Linked DNA regions of Sus scrofa: all the other regions are linked to region 1. A link is a contact called in public HiChIP or PLAC-seq data. All regions are on one chromosome and are shown on one strand. The core of a region is the stretch at or near the end of the contact, and the rest is flanking DNA. Distances in the headings are between cores, read along the strand shown. Region 1 overlaps LOC110255481 (a long non-coding RNA gene). Region 2 overlaps LOC102158500 (anterior gradient protein 3). Region 3 overlaps BZW2 (basic leucine zipper and W2 domains 2).

The links. HiChIP or PLAC-seq counts read pairs in DNA pulled down with a chosen protein or histone mark.
Region 2: a contact with region 1 is called in an H3K27ac HiChIP or PLAC-seq map of alveolar macrophages. The contact joins two enhancer-like sites. A contact is called at or near these places in 1 of 47 Hi-C or Micro-C datasets (embryonic fibroblasts) and 1 of 2 datasets of contacts at active chromatin or transcription factors (alveolar macrophages).
Region 3: a contact with region 1 is called in an H3K27ac HiChIP or PLAC-seq map of alveolar macrophages. The contact joins two enhancer-like sites. A contact is called at or near these places in 2 of 47 Hi-C or Micro-C datasets (embryonic fibroblasts and subcutaneous adipose tissue) and 1 of 2 datasets of contacts at active chromatin or transcription factors (alveolar macrophages).

Annotation. Positions count from the first base shown.
Region 1 is chr9:86,852,327-86,855,737 of Sscrofa11.1, reverse strand. All of the region lies in intron 1 of LOC110255481 (a long non-coding RNA gene), which reads left to right. Among named protein-coding and RNA genes, the nearest start is that of SNX13, 230 kb to the left of the region's middle. Within about 2 kb of position 1,562, at least 9 of the 83 cell types and tissues checked have an H3K27ac peak or open chromatin away from gene starts, as enhancers often do. A contact at or near this core is called in alveolar macrophages, where this site is marked.
Region 2 is chr9:86,116,279-86,119,691 of Sscrofa11.1, reverse strand. All of the region lies in intron 1 of LOC102158500 (anterior gradient protein 3), which reads left to right. Among named protein-coding and RNA genes, the nearest start is that of AGR2, 64 kb to the right of the region's middle. Within about 2 kb of position 1,416, at least 4 of the 83 cell types and tissues checked have an H3K27ac peak or open chromatin away from gene starts, as enhancers often do. A contact at or near this core is called in alveolar macrophages, where this site is marked.
Region 3 is chr9:85,933,040-85,936,482 of Sscrofa11.1, reverse strand. BZW2 (basic leucine zipper and W2 domains 2) reads right to left here. Exons shown (of 12, transcript NM_001245007.1): 8 at 813-983. Among named protein-coding and RNA genes, the nearest start is that of BZW2, 47 kb to the right of the region's middle. Within about 2 kb of position 1,747, at least 6 of the 83 cell types and tissues checked have an H3K27ac peak or open chromatin away from gene starts, as enhancers often do. A contact at or near this core is called in alveolar macrophages, where this site is marked.

The DNA of each region.
Region 1 (3,411 bases), core at 313-2,812:
TGTGAATTTCATTTAGCATTCTACAGATAACTGCATGTAAGGGCATTCTGTAAGCTTCCTTCTAAAGATATTACTGAGATGACATATGGCCTGGTGTGTTTGCATCCTTGCTTCTCAGAGTGTTAGGCATTAGTGTTTACTGTCTAAGGTCAGGTAGAGGATTTTAATGGGTTGGATTTTGACCAAAATTTATGTTTGGAGTCTTATCCCTAGGAACTCAACATGTCACTTTTCTTTTTTTTGGAGATAGCATCTTTATAGAGGTAACCAAGCAAAAGTGAGGTCATTAAGGTAGGCTCTCATCCAGCATGCCTGTTGTCCTGGTAAGAAGGGGAAACTTGGACAAAGGGATACACATAGAGGGAAGATGATATGAAGAGACAAGGAGAAGATGGCCATTACAAACCAGGTGGAGAGACCTGAAATGGAGCCTTCCCTCACAGCCCTCAGAAGGAACCAGCCCTGCCAACAACTTCATCTCAGACTTTAGCCTCAAAAACTGGGAGACAATAAATTTCTGTTTTAGGCTGCCCATTTTCTGGTGCTTTGTATTAGGAAACTAATACAAGCATTTATTCAGGAGTATGCATTATAAACTGACTTAGGAGGAGGAAGAACCATGTAAGGAACAGTAAGGTGCCAGGAAAGTTCGTGGACACTGTTAGCTTGGGAGATAGGGTGGCAATGGGTTCTTGTTTTTATCCTGTTTGTGGGTGGAACAGGGCAGGGCATCAGGCCTAGCCTCAGGTTCACTAAGACCTTACTAATTTTTGCTCATCTGATTGGGAAGGATTTAGAAGAAGTAGAATAAGACTTGAATTTTCTGTGTGAGTTGTGAGGGGATATGATGGCTTCAAAAGAGATTACTTGGAGTGCATAGAGGGTTTGGAAGAAAAACACGTAAATACTCTAAATTTGGCCATTGGCATTTAAGAAACTTAACATCGTGTTGCGGAAGGGTTATTTTATACTCCGCTGATCTGAAGGATTCTGAGACGTATGGAACGTGTATAAATCTTACTTTAATTAAATGCTTAGGAACGTCTAAAGGTCTACTCTATTTCTTTGCTCCTTTGTCTCTCGTTCTCTCTGAATTATGGGGGTGACAGTGCAGATTTTTTTGATCCCTGACTCATCCTTTTACCTACTTGCTCTGGTGTTTATATGAAAATATTTCCTGCAGTTGAAAGGGTAACTGTTCTAATGTTCAAGACGAAGAAGGAGGTCCAAATGTTAGCTCTCAAACAGTGAGACCTTATTAAGAGTGGAAGTAAAAAGCCCCCAGACACTCATTGAGGGAGCACAGGAGGGGCCCCAGGCCTGTCAACAATCAGTTACAACTGAGGCCCTTCCCACTCCTCTGGCCAGGGTCTAATTTAAATCTCAGTTGGCTGGAACTTCTTGATTTGATTACACCAGTTCCCAGGCTGTGAGGAGTTAAGCCAAAAAGGTTTTCATTAATTTGCCTTCTCCCTAAAGATTTGAGACTTGCTGTTTCAAAGAAAGCGAGATACCACAATGAGCCAACTATTTGGTGAGAAGTTTCTCCTCTGGGAGAAAGGCGTTTGCTCAGATTCCAGCCTTTCAAATGTCAAATGTTACTCATCCCTGCTTTGGCTCTTGCAAGCCTGTGTAGTTCCTTCTTTTTTCTTTTAATTGGAGTATGTTTTCTTCTACTAGTAGCTCAGGGAACTTTTACTTGCTGTTGGAAATCTAACCCTGGTACACGAAAAGTATGACTAATCCTACTTACTGGAATTTCAGTGTTTTCATCAAGGCCGCAGTTTCCATTTCCAATTTTACATAATAAGGGAAACACACCAACTGGCAAACACTCTTTTTGTCGGTTGGTGTACATCAAAATATCTCCTGTGTTATAATTGAAAGGAAAGTTTCATAATGGAGATTTTTTTTTTTTTTTGCAATTGAAGGAAAACTGTCTGCAAGTATATTTAAAGAAAGGGTAGCTCATGAGATGAGTACCCAGTTAAGATGTTTACTCAATGAAGTAGTTAAACTTTTCAGCTGCTTTTTAATTGTCTGTACAGCAGGATATTAGGTTATTTTTAGGCAGAAAGAGTGGTATATACACTGAGTCATGGCCAGTGGAAGGATTTTAGAACAACATACAAATGCTCATGCCATTAAAATGACTTAGTTAAGCCATCATTGTGATGGCCATTGGAAAGATGAAAGAATATCAGCTAACGCAAACCAAATTTTTGTCTTCATCGAAGCCATCATTTATTACTTCGTTATGGATATCTGGAATGCCATTGGAAAGATCTCCTATCAGGAAGGTCTAGTGGAAATGGCTTAAGATTTACCAGGCAGCTCCTTTAAGGCAAAATCTGACTAAAGGGAATAGAGAAAGACCTTGGAATGGCCTGAGATTTTCAAATCTTTCTTCTCTAAAGAATCACCTGGAGTTATTGAAAATATAGATTCTCCAGATCCCATTCTGCAAATTTCTGGTTAAGTGGGCCAATGTGTATATACATTTCTTGGCAGATTACTCTAGGCACAGTTAGGATAGGGAACCTCTGCCAGTTTGGGTAACTGCAGCAATGAAGTAATGATGGCTTAACTAAGTCATTTTAATGGCATGAGCATTTCTATGTTGTTCTAAAATCTTTCCATTGGCCATGACTCAGTGTATATACCATTCCTTCTGCCTAAAAATAACCTAATATCCTGCTGTGCAATCACCTGTGTAGGGTCTGATGAATTTTTTTTTTTTTCTTTTTAGGGCTGTACCCACAGCCTGTGTTCCCAGGCTAGGGGTTGAATCAGAGCTACAGCTGCTGGCCTACACCACAGCCAAAGTAGCATAGGATCCAAGCCGAATCTACGACCTACACTGCAGCTCACGGCAACGGTGGATCCCCAACTCACTGAGCAAGGCCAGGGATTAAACCTTCATCCTCATGGATACTAGTCAGATTTGATTCCACAGAGCCACATTGGGAACTCTCAGGCTGGTGAATTTAATAAGGCAAAACTTTTTGCCTTTTTTTTGAATCAGTAGATGAACCCCAATCGCCTGTTTTTCCTATCACTTCTTTGAATCATTGTGGAGTCATTTGTATGTCAATTGATAAGCAGTCAACTGGAATCTTCCTTGGAAAAACAATGTGCTAGACCTGGGTGGGTATCAGAAATATGTGCAGAGTTACTGGAAACTATTTTCTTTGGACCGTCTGAATTGTAATCTCAGGGAGGGGTCTAGACCTCCATTCTTATATAGGCTTTAGAGATGATTTTGAAAAGCAGTTGATTTTGAGAATCTGAGTTCTACTAATGGGGAGAAGTGCTGATTACTGCTGTTGGGTACTAACTGAAGGTGAACTGCCTACACAGAAATCATATTAATTTGATTATCATGATTAAAACTATTTATTTTGCTGTTTT
Region 2 (3,413 bases), core at 167-2,666, 740 kb after region 1:
TGGGTTAAGTATCCGGCATTGCTGTGAGCTGTGGTGTAGGTCAAAGATGTGGCTTGGATCCCGCATTGCTGTGGCTCTGGCGTAGGCTGGTGGCTACAGCTCCAATTAGACCCCTAGCCTGGGAACCTCCATATGCCACGGGAGTGGCCCAAGAAAATGGCAAAAAGACAAAAAAAAAAAAGAAGGAAAAGAAACTCAAAGAAGGTATTTGAAATAATTTTTCATTAAGATTAAAATTCATTATAAGATTAAAAATATTATCCTCCATGAAATAAATTTTCTCAAATTTAGCAGATAAGCAACTACAGGAGAATTTTCTTAATTTACAGTATCATCTACAGAAAATTATCAGTTGAAGGTGATGACAATTCCAAATATATTAACCATAAGAACAACTTTGAAGATAACTGCAGGTTAATTTTATGGAAAAAAATAAATAGAAGATCACATTAAGATCAAATAAATAAATAAAGACCAATGGTATCAGAAATATCTTCAGAAAAACACCAGCCACCTGGTATAGGAGGCAAGTTTAGCAAAGAAACTGATTAACATTAATACACACAAAGAATAATTTTTTAAAATTTGCTATGATGTGGACTTCGTATTGTGGCTCAGCAGTTAATGAATATGACTAGCACCCATGAGGATGCAGGTTCAATACCCGGCCTCACTCAGTGGGCTAAGGATCTGGCGTTGCGTGAGCTGTGGTGTAGGTCGTAGAAAAGCGCTCAGAACCTGCACTGCTGTAGCTGTGGTGTAGGCCAGCAGCTACAGCTCTGATTTGACCCCTAGCCTGGGAACCTCCATATGCCATGGGTGTGGCCCTAAAAATCAATAATAATAATTTGCTATGATGTATATGAATATATTTTGAAGATTTTTACTTTTGAGAATAATTTTAATAGAGTATTTGTAATCTATTGTGCAATAAAACCAATTCTGGTTCACAAATATGTATTTCAAAAATTATTTAAAACTATATAATTCCAATGGCTTTCAGGACCTCCTTTTACTCTCAGACTTGTCCTGGTTTAAAGGACATAGTACATGGTCACGCTAATGGGAAAGAACCAACAACACTGATCAGCTCAGATGTAATTTCACTTCCCCTTTAGTACTTCACTTTCTGTTTCTCATCCTCACCCACTATTGAAATAGATGATACGCAAGAAGTTGAGCAAAGATGTCCTAATATTCTGAGATTTTTCTATAATCCACTACAAGTCAAGAACAAGGCGAAAGCTTTTCCACTCTAAGAGGAAAACTTAAGGATCAATGCCCAACTGTTTCTTTGCTTTGTAAGTGCTGAATTTAAAATTAAAATTTTAAGTTCCTTGGGAGTTTCTGTCGTGGAGCAGTGGAAACAAATCTGACTAGGAACCATGAGGTTGAGAGTTTGACCTCTTACCTTGCTCAGTGGGTTAAGGATCCAGCGTTGCCATGAGCTGTGATGTAGGTCATCACAGCTTGGATCTGGCGTTGCTGTGGCTGTAGTGTAGGCTGGCAGCTATAGCTCCGATTCTACCCCTAGCCTGGGAACCTCCATATGCTGTGGGTATGGCCCTAAAAAGAAAATAAATAAATAAATAAATAAGTAAATAAAATGAAAAATAAAATAAAATAAATTGTAAGTTCCTTAAACTGCAGAGGGAAGGATTCTATTTCAATGTTATATTCCAACAGGTTCCCTCTGAGAACCCTACAGATGGGAGAAAGCACAATTGGACAAACACACAAATCAGTACTATAGAAAAAGGAGAATACAACCTGGCTACATGGGGGCTCCCTCAGAATCACAAGGAAGATTCAATGGGAAAACCATAAATTTACGATATCAAAGGAAAAAAATTACCATATAAATTTACTATATAAATTACTATATAAATTTACTATATATATATATATATATCCATTTTTAAAGAACAATCGAGTTTTCGGAGAACAGTGAACAATGGCAACCTTCTTCACATAACAAATTAACGAGCACTATGTTTAAACTACGAAAACTACTCTGTCTTTTAGGTCAGAAGCAAGATAGTCACCACCTCAGCTCTTTAGTAGTGCTTTTTAAATATACCGAGTATTTAGACAAAAAAAGAGAAAGAGAGAGAAGGGAGGAAGGAAGGAAAAAAATGTGTTGAACAATCCCCTAGATTTGAGATCAGCCAACTTCTTCTGTAAAAGGCCAAAGAGTAAATTTTTTTTTTTCTTGTCTTTTTAGGGCCACACCCATGGCATATGGAGGTTCCCAGGCTAGCGGTCTAATAGGAGTTGTTGCTACCAACCTACACCGCAGCAACACCAGATCTGAGCCTCATCTGCTGCCTACACCACAGCTCACAGCAATACTGGATCCTTAACCCACTGAGCAAGGCCAGGAATCGAACCCTTGATCTCATGGTTCCTAGTCAGATTTGTTTCCACTGCGCCATGATGGGAACTCCCAAAGAGTAAATATTTTGAATATGGTCCCTGTCTCAGTACTCCACTTGGCTATTAGAATCCAAAAGTAACCATAGATGGTATATAAGGAAAAGGACATGGTTGGGCTCCACCCAGTAATTTCTATCTATGTACACTGACATTTGAATTTCATACAATTTTCATATGCCACAAAATATAACTCTTTTGATTTTTTTTTCCCAACCAATTCAGAATGTAAAAATCATTTTTATCGCTTGGGTTATACAAAAACAGGTGGGCCAGACTTGGTGACCCTGCCATAGGTTACTTTAACAATAATTAAGTCCGAAAATAGAACTTGGAGTGGTGTGTGTTTGGGTGTGTGTGTGAATGAAGGTGAGTGTGTGAGAATGTGAGTGTGAGTGTGTTTGTGTGTGCGTTCGAGGTGGGGTGAGCAGAGAAAGGCAATACTGGTGAAGAGGAAGAGAATTTTCCTTTTTTTTTTTTTGACACTACTCCACACTTTAAAAATATTCTATCATAATCATGGATTAATTATAAAATTTAAAAAACTAATTATTAAATAAATATAATCATATCTAATTGCCTTTTTTCCTGTTCTTTTTTTTTTTTTTTTTTTTTTTGCATGGTAAGGTCAAGGGTTTAATAGAGAGACTATAAAGAGTCATCAAATTATAAAAGTGTTAAATTTTAAAACAACATTTTTATTTCTCTCCTATCTCTTTCTCTCAGAAAAATAAAAGGCTCTTTAGTTGTTAATTATATTCCTGTAAACAGAGTAAACCTTAGGAATTTAGATTTGCTTTCTATCTAATCTGCAAGCTTCACTGACCTTTCATCAGGAACAATGGTGTACACACAGTTCCTACATTCATACCAGTTCCCTTCTCCCCCTCACCTTTTTGGGTGTTGAACTCCAGCCAAACATTAAATTACCTTGGGAAGAAAAAGGTAGGAGAGAAAAAAGCTCAAAGATGGCATTGGGC
Region 3 (3,443 bases), core at 498-2,997, 920 kb after region 1:
AAGTGTTATTTGGTTTGCTTTTCCCCCATGGAAAATCATGTTCACTTGCTTAGAAAAATGTTATTGAATATATCGCTGACCTTATTGCCATGAGACTTAGGACCAACACCTCCACCTGCTGGACAATGTCAGTCTGCAATTCTCCAGGCTTAAATCCCATAACGTGCCCAGCAAGACAGAGAGCACGCAGGGTAGTGAGGGCTTGGGACTTGGGAATAAATGGCAAAAGAAAAGGACACTTTATGCAATTTTTAAATTGTGATGTAGAAGTTTTTAAAGTTCAAATAGGAAGTTTTCTTCAGGCATGACTTGAAGAAGATACAGTCACAGCCATATGGACTTTAGCTACGCAAAAATGTGGAATTTACATTATGGGATTATGCAGCTATTATGAGTGGGAGCCAACAGGCCACTGGTTCAACTAGTCTTTTCCTGTAATATGAATATAAAATCAACCCTTTTGTTTGCCTTAAAATTAAGACTTACATACATTAACCCAGTACTTAATACCATATTATGTAATCTGCAATAAATGGGGAAAGCACCATAAAATGGGACATACTGATAATGAATAGTAAATCTCTTGGACAGATGAAATATTTTGACAACCACAGCAGCCTGGTAGACAGCCCCTTGTGTGGAAATAACCATTAATTTCTGGAACTTCCTGGAGGATTCTGAATCAATACTTTGAAATTGAGCTAATGGTATAAAAAGAGCATCAAATTCACAATAATAGACAAAGAAAGGTCTCCTAAAGGAAGGTAAAGGTGCTGCACGGGCTCACGGCAATGTGAGCCCACGGTCCCCACCTCCTTGATGGGGCATTCCTGAGAAAGACGCTCTTGGAGCTCCTTCTGCAGCTCCTTCCTGGTGCCCAGGGACTGCTGGACTCTGAGGAAGTCAGAAAGCTCCTTCAGACCTGCGTCAGTGAAGTATTTAGCAAAATGATCCACACTCTGCCTGTTAACTGGAAAGAGTTCCTGAGAGAGAAAAGAGATACTGTTATACAACAAGCTATTCAAATTCCAGCAAGCATAAAGAACAAAATTTTCATATTAAAGTAGCACTTAGAATATCGCCTATTTGGAAAAAAAAGGATTGGTTTTTCAAAAGAATAAATCTTGGGCTTACATTTTTAGCATTTGCTAAGCACCTTCCAAAATTAGGCAATCTGACAAAGAAAGAGAATAGAAAATGCTAAGCAACTTACATAAACTACTTTCCCTCATTTGGAAACTGTTATTCCCCTTTTTTTTTTAACTTTAATCAAAGTATTAGCATGTATAAATACAGAGCTAAACTTGCTAAATTAAATACAAATAGCATGATAACTCTGAATAACATATGGATTGTTTTAAACTCACAGGAAAAAAACCATTAATCACTGTTTCCTTAATTATGAGTTAACAGACAAAGGCTAGTTTTTGTAATGTTGAAATGATTCAAGATATTAGAAAACAACACTGACTATTATCATCTCAAGGACCTCTATTCACATTCTAAGAAAATGCTATTATTCTAAAAAACTAGCTCAAGAGCTAAAGAGAATTTTTGTTATATCTGTTAATGATGGTGGCTCTAAATTATGTTCATGGCCAGATCTAATGTAAACCTGCCCTATCAACTCTTCAATTCATTACATAATTCTGCTGGAAATTTTTAAAAAGAGCAATACACTATAGCTGCTGTCATATTTTTCCCTCATTTCCATTTCACCTTACACAGTTTGGCAGAGTCTTAGTAACAACACTTAGTCATGTTCTAATTCTGTGTGACTCCAACACCCAACTAAGAAAGTAAGGCAGTTTTCAAGCTCTTACATTTTTCAGACTGCTGCAGAGTCTACAAAATAGATCCAAACTTTTATGATGGTTAGATTTGAGTGTGCATGTGTGTGGTCAATGGCTATGTGGCTTCAATAAAAATCTCAGCAGAAAAAACTGTCATGAGTTTGCCACCAGGTATAGTAACAGATCCAGATGGCTTCTATGTCATGACTCAAATTTCAATAGTCTCTATATCATCATCCATAATTTGCCTTGATGAGTCATGAGTTTCAAAATGTCAGAGCAGAGCTGGTGGGAGCAGCTATCAAACACGCATTTGTGTTAAAGCAAACATTTCAAACCTGAGTGAAATGTTGTCACCAATATCTGTTCTAGCTTTGAAGAGGTCCTCCAAATTTGAGGGGCAGGGAACTAATTCAATATTGGATTTCTTCTGTGAACCAAGATGTGGTGGGCAGATTACTCATACTTGTGTAATATATTAATTTTCATAGAAAAATAAACTGTCTTAACAAGGTTAAGCAGCTTGACCCATATTACGCAGCAGGAAATATTTAAGGACATAGCTATGCAATCCCCAAAGGCAATAATTACTCTGCTACTCATGTCAGCATTCAATATTCAACTTAGGAAGAATGTGACTACAAAGTCTGATCAAAGATTATGTTTAGAGTAATATGTCAAACATGTTATTGGTGGTTTATTTATGAATGATATCTAAAGTCCTTATGAATGATACATAATATAGTGAAAATTACTATTGAGGTTAAACTGAGGCAAAATCAGTGTAAATCAGATTATGACATTTACAAACTTGGAACGTGGTCTGCATTTGTTAGAAAAATCCTACCCAGGTACAAAACTTCTATCACCTTATCCCTAAGTTACAGTCTCTCTGCTTCTGCCCTTTGTTCCTGAATCTACTCCCAATGCAACAGGCAGTGATTCTGTCAAAACCCCAAATCACACTATGCACATGCTGCAGAGAAGTCTCCCCAAATTTCCTATCTTACTCAGAATAAAGGCTAAAGTTCCTGGATGATATAGGACCCACTATGAGTCTTAGCTGATCGTCTACACTTTTGCTCTTGCCAGGTACCCTCTCTCTTGCTGACCTGACACATCAAGCCTCAAAGCCTCTGCATTTGCTGTTGCCTTTATCTGGCATCCTCTTGCTGGAGCTCCCCAGATAGCTCACTCCCTGACACAAATGTCACCTTATCAGAGAGGACTTCCCATAGTGCAATGGATGCACCTCGGTGCTTCCTACTAAGTGTTTTCCTCGGAGCACTTTTCACTTTTTCTTACACCATGTATTTAATTGTTTATTTCACTTCCTGCCTGTCCTGCAATAGAATGTAAGGTCCATAAAGGCAAGGGTCTGTTGTTTGATTTCTTTAGTATCTTCAGCTCCTAGAAAAGTTTCTGGCCAATGTCTTGATCAGTGTTCCCTGTTCCAGGGATGGGGAAATGATGTTTCCCATCTCCTCTATCCTCAGAGTTGATATGTACTTTTCTTGCTTCTATATTACAGAGGGAGGTAATTGCTAAACTTTGAGAATACGCTACTTTTCCCCAAAATGTGCTAACACAGAGAACATTTTGTTATATGTGTTAATGAAACAAAAATTTCCTCCGTGATGATAGAATGAC